3 separate regions of the Mus musculus genome follow, and regions 2 and 3 are each linked to region 1. Evidence: chromatin contacts called from public ChIA-PET and HiChIP or PLAC-seq data. All regions are on one chromosome and are shown on one strand. Each heading gives the region's core, a stretch centred on a gene start, on an enhancer-like site or on the middle of the called end of the contact. The rest is flanking DNA. Distances are from core to core; before and after follow the strand shown.

Region 1 (3,208 bases), core at 660-3,159:
TAGGGAACCTCTCGTAAGGTTTCTCCTTCATTTTAAGGTTTCATGGCCAAGAGTGTTCTGCCTGCATGGATGTCTGTGTGGCATGTGCTCAGTGCCCACAGAGGCACAGAGAAAACGACAGGTTCCCTATGATCAGAGTTACCATGATTGTGAGCCACCATGAGGGTGTGGAAACTCTGGACCTCTGGAAGAGCAGCCAGCTCTCTTAACCACAGAGCCATCTCTCCCTCCTGGGAACCCCACTCAATTAAGACTGAGCTTGGAGGAACAGCCAGCAGCACGTTATGCAAGACGGGAAGGAAAGAAAGAAAATTCACCAAGAAGGGCTTGTGGAGCGGAGCTTATGTTGGGATAGCCATAAGACAACAAGCTAGAAGATCCTCAAGAAAGATTTAAAAACAAAACAGGAAGACAGAGTTTCCCTCCTTCCCTCCTCTGTTCCCAGGTGCTTATGAACGCACGCTCTGTTGGGGGATAGAACCCGGGAGACCCATTCATAATTAAGCCAGAATTCTACTGGATCTCCAGCCCTAGCAGCTGCAGGATATCTCAAACACATTAGCATTTTGCTGTAGCTTTGTCCCCAAAGCGAGAGGAAACCGTGGCAATTTTACAACGGAAAAGGCTATTTTGCATTCAAACATGAAACCTGAGAAAAATGAGTGGAGCCGTGACTAAAACTGGATCACACTTGCCCCAGAAAACTGGAGGCTGGACCTGCTTGCTATCTGATGTCTGAGTCCTCCCTGACATGTGTCCATCCGACAAGGGACTGCATCACAGTGCTGGACACTGGTGAGCAGGGGGAGAGACAATCTAATTCATCTCTATGGCTTGTGAAGCACAGAGAGTGTACCTAGAGACTGTCTCCCTGTTCCACCTGCCCTGAAGCAGAAGCAGGGAGCACCTGACACTGTGTCACACAGGCAGGCAGGCTGGGAGGGACATTGCAAGTCCCCACTTTCCTCTGTGTAGACACAGCCTAAACCGATGCCGTTACAATTTATTACCATTCTTCCTTTCTCTAGAGACACAGTTTCCTTTAGATTATATTTAGAAGTCTTGAAACCCTCTACGGTTCCTGCCAGATACCATAAACTTCCCAGCAGATACCAGATAGGTTAGAAGTCATGTCAACAGCGGAACTTTGAAGCCAGAAGGACAGGAGAAACTCACCGTCTTCACCATGTCATCTGTGGTCTTCAGCAGGTTTCGGGACTGGCTAAGACACCTGGCAGGTCCAGAGACTGGAATGACCCTGGCCAAACTGAGGTGGTTTAGGAGGGCAAGGGTGGCCAAAAAGAGGAGGTCTGGAAGGGAAACAAAGGGCAGGTGGAGCTTGTCAACTTGGTTTTGACCTGCCTCTTTCTTCAGCCATTCTGGCAATTTTTTCCATCCATTCTGGGTACTGACCTCCCTCCACACATAATTTAAGCCCTTCCCCGGGGCTGACAGATGAAGCAAGACCTCCCAGATCTTGTTTGGGGACTGCCTGAGACCTGCATTTTCCTTACATTGGTTTCAAGGCTGGGCTTTAGTTCTCTTCTGTGAAACGGGCATAGCCGTAGCCCCCAGGGTTGTTCTATAATGAGACCATGCTCGGTGCAGCGCAATCTAGCACGACCATCTTTCCCCTCTTCCTTCCCTTGGCCTGCAGTTGCTGGCAGCCCTTTAGTCTCCCTTAATGGGTCCAGGGCTTCTGTCTGTTCTTTCTCAAGCCTTCTCCTCTCATCAAGTCACCCTGGTCCCGGCCCTCAGGTACTTACAGCGTGATTGACACATGCTGGACCGGCACTGAGAGGAGCTGCTGGATGCCGAGGGTGAGGCTGTTGGAACGCTGACCTTGGGAGACACATTTTTATAATTGTCTGGATAGCCGGCAGGACTTTCCCAGGACTGTGTCTCTTGCTTTCTCTCTCTGTCTCTACATCTCAAGGACAAGTGCGTCGATCGCCCCCAAGGCTGGTGGCGCTTTCGAATTAACTCTCGGAGTGCCCGTTTGAGGAGATTCGGGACCGTCCCACCGCCCACCACACTCAGAGCGAAAGCAAAACCGGCCTGCGAGTAGCCACTCTTGTCCCGGGACAGGTCTGTCCTGCCCCACTACCCCCTAGCCCTAACACGCTGCCCAGTGCCCCTTCTAAAGAAGCACAAGCTACCCACTCGTCTCTCCATCGTGGACACTGAGTCTGACTCAATGTATTTTGCGAATCTGTCCTACTTTGAAAGTATAAAGGAACAAAATAGATGTGGTGGCTATATATCGCTTAAAACTCAGTTCTGGCAGTTTTGATTTAGTGAGACGACTGCACAGCATCTTGGGGGAAAAGGGCCCAGAGAGAGCAAGGCCATCTCTCTGCAGGAGCCTAAGAGGCAGCAAAGGCTCCTGAAGCCTCCAGATCTGCAAGAAGGCATTGCCTGGCTGCCAGTGGGATGCATTCTGAGCTAGTTTTGGAAATGGGAATCAACACAGTAGGGAGGCAGAGGGCAGATGGGAACGGAGCGCGTTGCAAGTTGTGATACTGGTGGGGATATATCTGGTCATTGCCGAGAGATTGTGGACAACATCTTTAGCCTTTCTGGACTTTTACCATAGAGATATCCTTGGATGTGCACGGTGAGAAGATTTCAGCAGCAGTGTAGACGCCAGATGCAAGGGTCCAGCTCAGATCCAAGGGAGTAGGTGGCAGGATATGGCCAACCCATGGCTCCATTCAAGATGGAGAACAAAGGTGGCTGAAGGGATTCCCAGTGGGGTAACAGGCTAACACCTGATAACTCCCCAGGCTGATTGAGCGTAGTCCCAGCTCCTGCAAAGAAAGTGTGAGAGTTCGAAGCTTGCAATGACAAGCTGTAATTTGGAGGTTTGGGGTAGGAGATTCCTTGGAACTTAACTCCTTTCTACCCCAAGACAGCCTCACTGGGTGTGCAGAGAGAGGAGGCCCTGCTTGGTCATTGACTTGGAGCCTGCCATGTGTCTGGCTTCCCCCAGACCCATCCAGCTGTCAGAGCCCACCTCCTATTGAGGCAACCATCTCCATAACCACAAGCCTTTGGGAGCACGGGAGAGAAGAGCCGGTGCCTCTTCCTTCTGAAGTCCACTAAAGCCTGGACAGAAGAGATCAGTGAGCACTTACTCAGCAGGGTGGACCTCTGTTGAAAAGGGCGAAGCCAAGCCAATAAGAAGGACACCATAGCAGCTCTGATC
Region 2 (3,348 bases), core at 297-2,796, 280 kb before region 1:
GGGCTGAGCAGGGTGGCTTCCCTGTAAGAGATAGAGGGTGGGTACCCTGTAAGAGATAGAGGGTGGCTACCCTGTAAGAGATAGAGGGCCAGAGGAATAAGAGATTCTGGTGGAGCAATATAGAGTTTGAGTTTTTAGGTATCTTTGGGGGAAATGGAAATGTGTTGAAGATCAGAAATAAAGGCTAAAATTTAACTTGGGAGTGGTTACATAGGTAAAGATGAAGTCATATGGAAGTGGGGAGGTAGAACCTGAGGAAACAAATGCTGTTATTTAAGTTTTTGTTTTGTTTTTTATCTTGACCCAGTGACACATATAAGTGAGTTGCTTTGCTGGAATGAGGCCCACTTGATTATCTGTCTTTTGCAAGTAGAGTGAAAGCAAAATGTGGTTTGTTTTTAATTTAATTTAGGTTTTTTTTTTTAAATTTACTCACTTTACATTCTGCTTACTGCCCCCTCCTGGTCACCCCTCACACATTTCTTGCCCCCTTCCCTTCTCTGAGCTGGGGCGGGGTGGGGGTGGGGGGCTAGGTATCCCCCCATCCTGGCATTTTAAGTCTCTGTGAGGCTCAGCACTTCCTTTCCCACTGAGGCCAGACAAGGCAGCCCATCTAGAAGAACATATCCCACATACAGGCAACAGCTTTTGGCATAGCAAACCCCCTCCCCCCACCTGGTTCCAGTTGTTTGAGACCCCCATAAAAACCAAGTTGCACATCCAGATGAGTGGAAATGTGATTGTTTTGACAGGATCTTGCAGAGTGACCCGCTTGTCTGAAGGCCGTGCGTGCTGGGATTACAGGTGTAGGCCACTGTTGCTTAGCTGGCAAATTAGTTCTTGAGTGCTTTCTACTATGAACAGCAAAGAAGCGAATGTTGACAGTTTACAAAGCCTTTGCTAGTGCACTGGTAAACAGGGACTGTTCAGTTAGTGCTAGGCTCCATTTTACGTATTTCCATCCACTCTGTAAATCCATATTAAAATCTAGGCAAAGACAGCCACTGTATCACATTAGCGAGTATTTTGTTTCTAATACATCTTTTAGTAACAGAAAAACAACACTTTTAGGGGATACTGTTATGGTATGAATGTGAAAAACATGGTACGTTTGACCAGGTACTTCCTTAAAACAATGGAAATACATTTTCTCAACTCCTCTGTGGTTTAAAATGCTTTCAAGGGTTGAAAGAATTTAGATAATTTGTTTTACAGAGAGATAAGGGTCTGACATTTAACACAACCCAGGTGCATGTGGTTTCTTAAAAAATGTCAAAAAGATCACATGACTTTAGTGTACTAAGTCAGAAAAACAAGCTCGTGAATGTTTTAACTGAAATGGAGCATAAAAATTTCCTTAACAAAAAGCCAGAATTTATTACAAAATGATTATGTATTTCTATTTTTGTTAATGATAAAATTAATAACATCTTGTTACATACTTTACTAAATTCTTATTTTAAAATAACTCCATCTGCAGCCTAACTGTATTCTTGTTCTACTCTGCAAACTGAAATACAGCATGGATAGTGCTTTACTTGTTTGTTTTGTGACAGCGTCTTGATAGAGAGCCCTGGCTGGCCTTGAACTTGGAACAGACCCTTGCTACACTCTTAAGTGTTTAGCTCACACACAGGCACTACCACACCTGGCTAACTCATGCTTTAATATGTATGTTTTTAACAGTGGTTTAATATTATGAATTTGTCTCAAATGCTAGTAAGAGAGACTTATCATGAATCATTTTCTCTGTAAAGCTGTTCATCTGCCTTAATAAATGCTGTCTATCCAAAGCACCCACACCTTAGCTAATGTCTGCTTGAAGGAATGTGGCTTAAAGGCTTGTTTGTAACAAAGAAACTACATGTTTCACTTTCTTTTTTTTTTTTTAAAGATTTGTTTATTTATTCATTTTTTTTATATGAGTACACTGTAGTTGTCTTCAGACACACACCGGAAGAGTGCATCGGACCCCATTGCTGATGATGGTTGTGAGCCACCATGTGGTTGCTGGGATTTGAACTCAGGACCTCTGGAAGAGCAGTCAGTGCTCTTAACCACTGAGCCATCTCTCCAGCCCCCATGTTTCACTTTCTCAGCTTGCTTTGTTTTATTCTCTAAATCACCTTTCTGAAACACTATTACTATTTAAAAAACTGTACAGGCAGGAAATAAATTGTCTCCCTGTCCTCACATGGTGGGTGAGTATTCGGAAGGGAGGTCTGTAAACAAGGAAATGGTGATACAGCCACCTTAAGAGGCCCTCAGCTCAAAAGCCAAGGGAGGAGGAGGGTGAACACATCCCAGGTCCACATCCTACAGCACAGCTAAAGGCCCAGAGTCACATCCTGTGCAACTCAATGGGAGCTGGCACTACAGAATTATTTCTGTCTACAACTCAGCAAAGTATACTCTTACTGACAGTTGTGAGTGTATGATAATTTATAAATTAAAATATATTAATTTCCCCTTTGCACAAAATATAAGTATAATAATGGAAATTAGAAAGCACATACTAGTTTTCTATAATCCTAACTACATTCTTTGTTTTAATTTAAATGTTTTGAGAATTTTATACATGAGTATAGTACATTTGCTTCATTTCTTCCCTGATCATCTACCCTCCCCTACTCCTCCCACACCCCCTCCTTTGAAGTCATGACCTGTTCTGTAATTATTCTTAGTTTTGTTTTTTACGTTTTGTTTCTAACAGTGTCTCACTGTACACCATTGGCTGATATCAAACTCAATATGTAGATCCAGCTGGCCTTGAACTCACAGAGATCTGCCTGCCTGTAACTTCAGAGTCCTGGTAATAAAGGCATATATCGCCTTCATGTGTGATGTTGTTGTTGCTGTGTGTATACAAAATGTACTGTTGTGTTTGTACACAGCCTACTGAGTTCCTTTAGGATTGCTTATATGCCAATCACTCCAGACTGCATAACTATCAGAGGCTCCTTTCTGCAGAAAATGTATTTTTCCTCTCAACAGCCATTGCCCGTCTTGTAGCTCTTCATTTAGGGGTAGGATGTGATGAAATTTTTCCTCATCCACATTGGCATGTGGACTGGTTGGTATACAGGTGTAGACTACCATACTGTTTAGACTTCATGGCTGCAGTCATGTCTAGAAGACAGTATTGTCCATTAGGTGTCCTGATCCTCTGGCCCTTACCGTCTTCCTATCTCCTCTTCTCTAATTTTGTCTTGGCTTTTGTCCTTTTTTTTTTTTTAATTTTTTATTATATATTTTCTTTATTTACATTTTAGATGTTATCCCCTTTCCTGGTTTCTCCTCTGACAACCCCCTATCCCCATCCCCTCCCCCTGCTTCTTTAAGGGTGTT
Region 3 (3,001 bases), core at 216-2,715, 350 kb before region 1:
TGAGAATAGTAAGTGCTCTTAACTGCTGTTACCTCTGGTCAGTTAAAAACAAATAAAACCCCGTTTATCTATTTCTTTAATGTGTGGTTTGTAACGTGCATGCATGCGTACATCACATCCTTGCTTAGTGATCTGGGAGGCTAGAAGAGAGCATCAGATTCCCGTGCAACAGTTGTGAGCTGCTGTGTGGGTCTTCTGGAAGAACAGCCAGCGCTGACTTTCTGTTTCAAAGCTCAAGACAAAAAGTTTTCAAGCAAGGAGTCTGAGGAGCGCCAAGAAGATGTTAATGTGCGCTCAGCGGTTTGGCTTTTCCATGGTGGGAACTGAACACGCCAGGCGAGCACTGGAACTGAGCTACACCCCCAGCTCAGAAGTCACATTTCTGTTCATCATCTTTCCGATATTATACCTGTAACAAAACCACGTATTTCCCATCCTTTATCCCGTTTCTCAATACTCTATCACAAAGGGAGTATTGGGAGTGTGTATATCGTAATGGAAGACACCCAAAGCAGCTGATTTTTTTTTTTCAGCCCAAAGTTTTCGAAGGCTGACGCCCCAACACATGAGGTTTTTAGGTTTACGACTTTTACGCTTTGGTGCCTGTATTTGAATTGTAATTTCTAGTCTTTCTTTTCCAGACCAACACTATCATCTATAGAGCGCATGAATAACAGTTCATAAATCCTGAGTAGCGCTGCCGGTCAGCGTGGAGCTGCCTTAGTGCTAAGGCTCCTCTTCTCTGCCCCTTCCCCATGTTTGGTTACAGAACTTTCTGGCAGGGTCGGGCACTCTATGGACCTGTAAAGCACACTCCTTGAAGGCACAATCCATTTTCCTTCCTCTACGCCCCCTCTTTCCATCTTGTCTCCGAGGTCAAGTCTTGCTGTGAGTCTTAGGCTGACTTGGAATCTGCTCTGTAGCTCACACCGGCCGGGAGCGGAGAGCGGTCTGAGCTCTGGAATGGCGTTTCTCCGAGAAAGTGAAAAGCCACTACTGTGTTTTCTGACCCAGCGTGTTAGAGAGGACAGGGAGGACACAGATGAAGGCTTAGGCGCGCCTAAGTTGGAGGACCGGAGCCTCACGGGGGCGGGCGAGCGCGCCGAGCCCTCCAGCCGGTGACTGAACAAGGAACCTGTGAGGTAACAATGGAAGAAGCCTGCGCGCCGCCAGCTCCAGAACCATCCCGTGCGGGCGTGGTCCTAAGTAATAAGCAGTCCCTCAGCCAGCCGCCTCCAGAAGCCGCCGGGTCACCCGCGCATCCCCGCCCTCGCGAGGTCCTGGCGCCAGCCCTTCCCCCCCAAGGCGCGACCCCTGCCGCCCGTGCGCTTTCCGCGCCGCGCGCTAGTGCGCAGGCGCCTGGCCCTCGGCCGTTGGTGTTCAAAGGCCGCCCGCGCTCTCTCATTGGCGGAGGCGGCGCGGTTGAAAGTCGCTGCGGCGCCGCCGGCCCCGCCCCCGCCGGGCACCTGAAGACTCGGGCGAGCGCCTCGCAGTGTCCGCACCAGGCTGCCCGGGAGCCCTCGCCGTGCGCGCCGTCGCCCGCCTCGCCCGCCTCGCCCGCCTCGCCCGCCTCGCCCGCCTCGCCCGCCTCGCGGTGAGTACGCGGCTCCGCCGGGGAGGCGGCTCGCTGCCCCTCTTTCTCGAGCGCCCGCGGCCCCGGTGCGTTCGCCGCCGACTTGAGGATGGGGAGGCGGGCTGGGCTCCGGAGGGCGTGCGCTCGCCTCTCCTCGCTTCGCGCGCTCGCGGGTGGAGCAGCGGCGCTCCGAGCTACCGGCGGGATTGAGGTCGTAAGGGCCGGTAGGTGAGCCTAGCAGATCCCGCAGCACCGCGCGGGGCGAGTGAGCCCTGGGCATCCTGGACAAGAGGGTGTGACTGCCATCTTTGAGCCACTTCTTTGTTTGGAGTTCACGTAGGACTTATGCCCATTGTACAGATGTGAACCTTCATAGGTAAAACTGAGGCCTGCAGCGTTTCGGAGACCACCCAATGTGTTGATGGGAATAATTTAACGTAGTTTCGAGCTGGGGATATCTACGCGCGAGGATATTTCTAGTCGTCTTGCTGAGTTTAAATAAAACTTTGAAGCGGGGCATGAACGTGCACGCCTGTAACCCCAGCATGGGGGCAGACAGAGGCAGCAAGCTCTCCTGTGCGTTCCAGGTCGTCAGTGAGGACTACAAAATTAGTCTCAAAAAACCCACCAAACCAAACTATGAGTGTTTAGTTCCCATCATTGGTTAATCTTGTCCAGAGTCAGAGATTCGTTATGTTGTAAAAAGTCCTTTGTGTGGAAATGGTTGGGACTTTAAAGATGAAATATTTACTGCAGGCAAAATCTGAAACATTAAATTGTTTTACTTTTAGAATAACAAAGGATCCTGGAAAAGTTGGAGAAGATAAAGTACACCCAGTGTCCAGATCAGGAGATTGACAGACCAGGTAAGCTCTGGGAAGTTAACTGGATACGAAGAAACATCAGGATATTAGAGTGTGTGATTCCTGGGCTATGATGAAAGATTGAAAAATCTCTTGAAAAAAAGATGTATATTGGAAGTGTATAAAATTTTAACCATCTTATGGAGGAAGCATAAAGTGAGAAATGACCTAATCTAAAAGGTATTCAGTTTTTTGTTTGATTCTCCCCCCCCCCCCAAAAAAAAAAAAAAAACCAAAAAACAAAAAACCATGGTTTCTCTGTGTAGCCCTGGCTGTCCTGGATAATTGCTCTGTTGACCAGGATGGTCTTTAACTCAGAGATTCCTCTGCCTCCCAAGTGCTGGAGCCAAAGCCATCACTGCCTGGCTAAAAGATTTTCACTTTTATCTAACAGACATTTTATAAGCATGTGTGGACGTCTTAAGTCATGCACACAAAATGGTATTGCCTTACACGTTTGCACGCTGCATTTATTATTCAAGCTACCTTTATTCCTTTTTGCCCAGTATTACACATTGATCTACATTTTTAGTGAGCCAAGGTCCTGTATTTTAACCTGGTAAAA

The links. ChIA-PET counts read pairs in DNA pulled down with a chosen protein or histone mark. HiChIP or PLAC-seq counts read pairs in DNA pulled down with a chosen protein or histone mark.
Region 2: a contact with region 1 is called in an RNA polymerase II ChIA-PET map of memory CD8 T cells, with 298 read pairs. The contact joins the enhancer-like site here to the promoter of Il12a in region 1. A contact is called at or near these places in 4 of 39 promoter capture datasets (the 3T3-L1 cell line, the C10 cell line and the HPC-7 cell line) and 3 of 115 datasets of contacts at active chromatin or transcription factors (the 230-238 cell line and memory CD8 T cells).
Region 3: an H3K4me3 HiChIP or PLAC-seq map of the 230-238 cell line shows a contact between it and region 1, with 23 read pairs. The contact joins the promoter of Trim59 here to the promoter of Il12a in region 1. A contact is called at or near these places in 5 of 39 promoter capture datasets (the 3T3-L1 cell line, the C10 cell line, the HPC-7 cell line and 2 more), 1 of 484 Hi-C or Micro-C datasets (B cells), 5 of 115 datasets of contacts at active chromatin or transcription factors (the 230-238 cell line, large pre-B cells, pro-B cells and 1 more) and 2 of 9 other capture datasets (adipose tissue and embryonic stem cells).

Annotation. Positions count from the first base shown.
Region 1 is chr3:68,690,125-68,693,332 of GRCm38.p6, reverse strand. It overlaps Il12a (interleukin 12a), which reads right to left and starts at 1,909. Exons shown (of 7, transcript NM_008351.3): 1 at 1,767-1,909; 2 at 1,177-1,310. The coding sequence starts at 1,782.
Region 2 is chr3:68,972,714-68,976,061 of GRCm38.p6, reverse strand. All of the region lies in intron 5 of Ift80 (intraflagellar transport 80), which reads left to right. Among named protein-coding and RNA genes, the nearest start is that of Ift80, 30 kb to the left of the region's middle. Within about 2 kb of position 1,546, at least 37 of the 459 cell types and tissues checked have an H3K27ac peak or open chromatin away from gene starts, as enhancers often do. A contact at or near this core is called in memory CD8 T cells, where this site is marked.
Region 3 is chr3:69,043,206-69,046,206 of GRCm38.p6, reverse strand. Trim59 (tripartite motif-containing 59) reads left to right here and starts at 1,465. Exons shown (of 3, transcript NM_025863.3): 1 at 1,465-1,594; 2 at 2,365-2,439.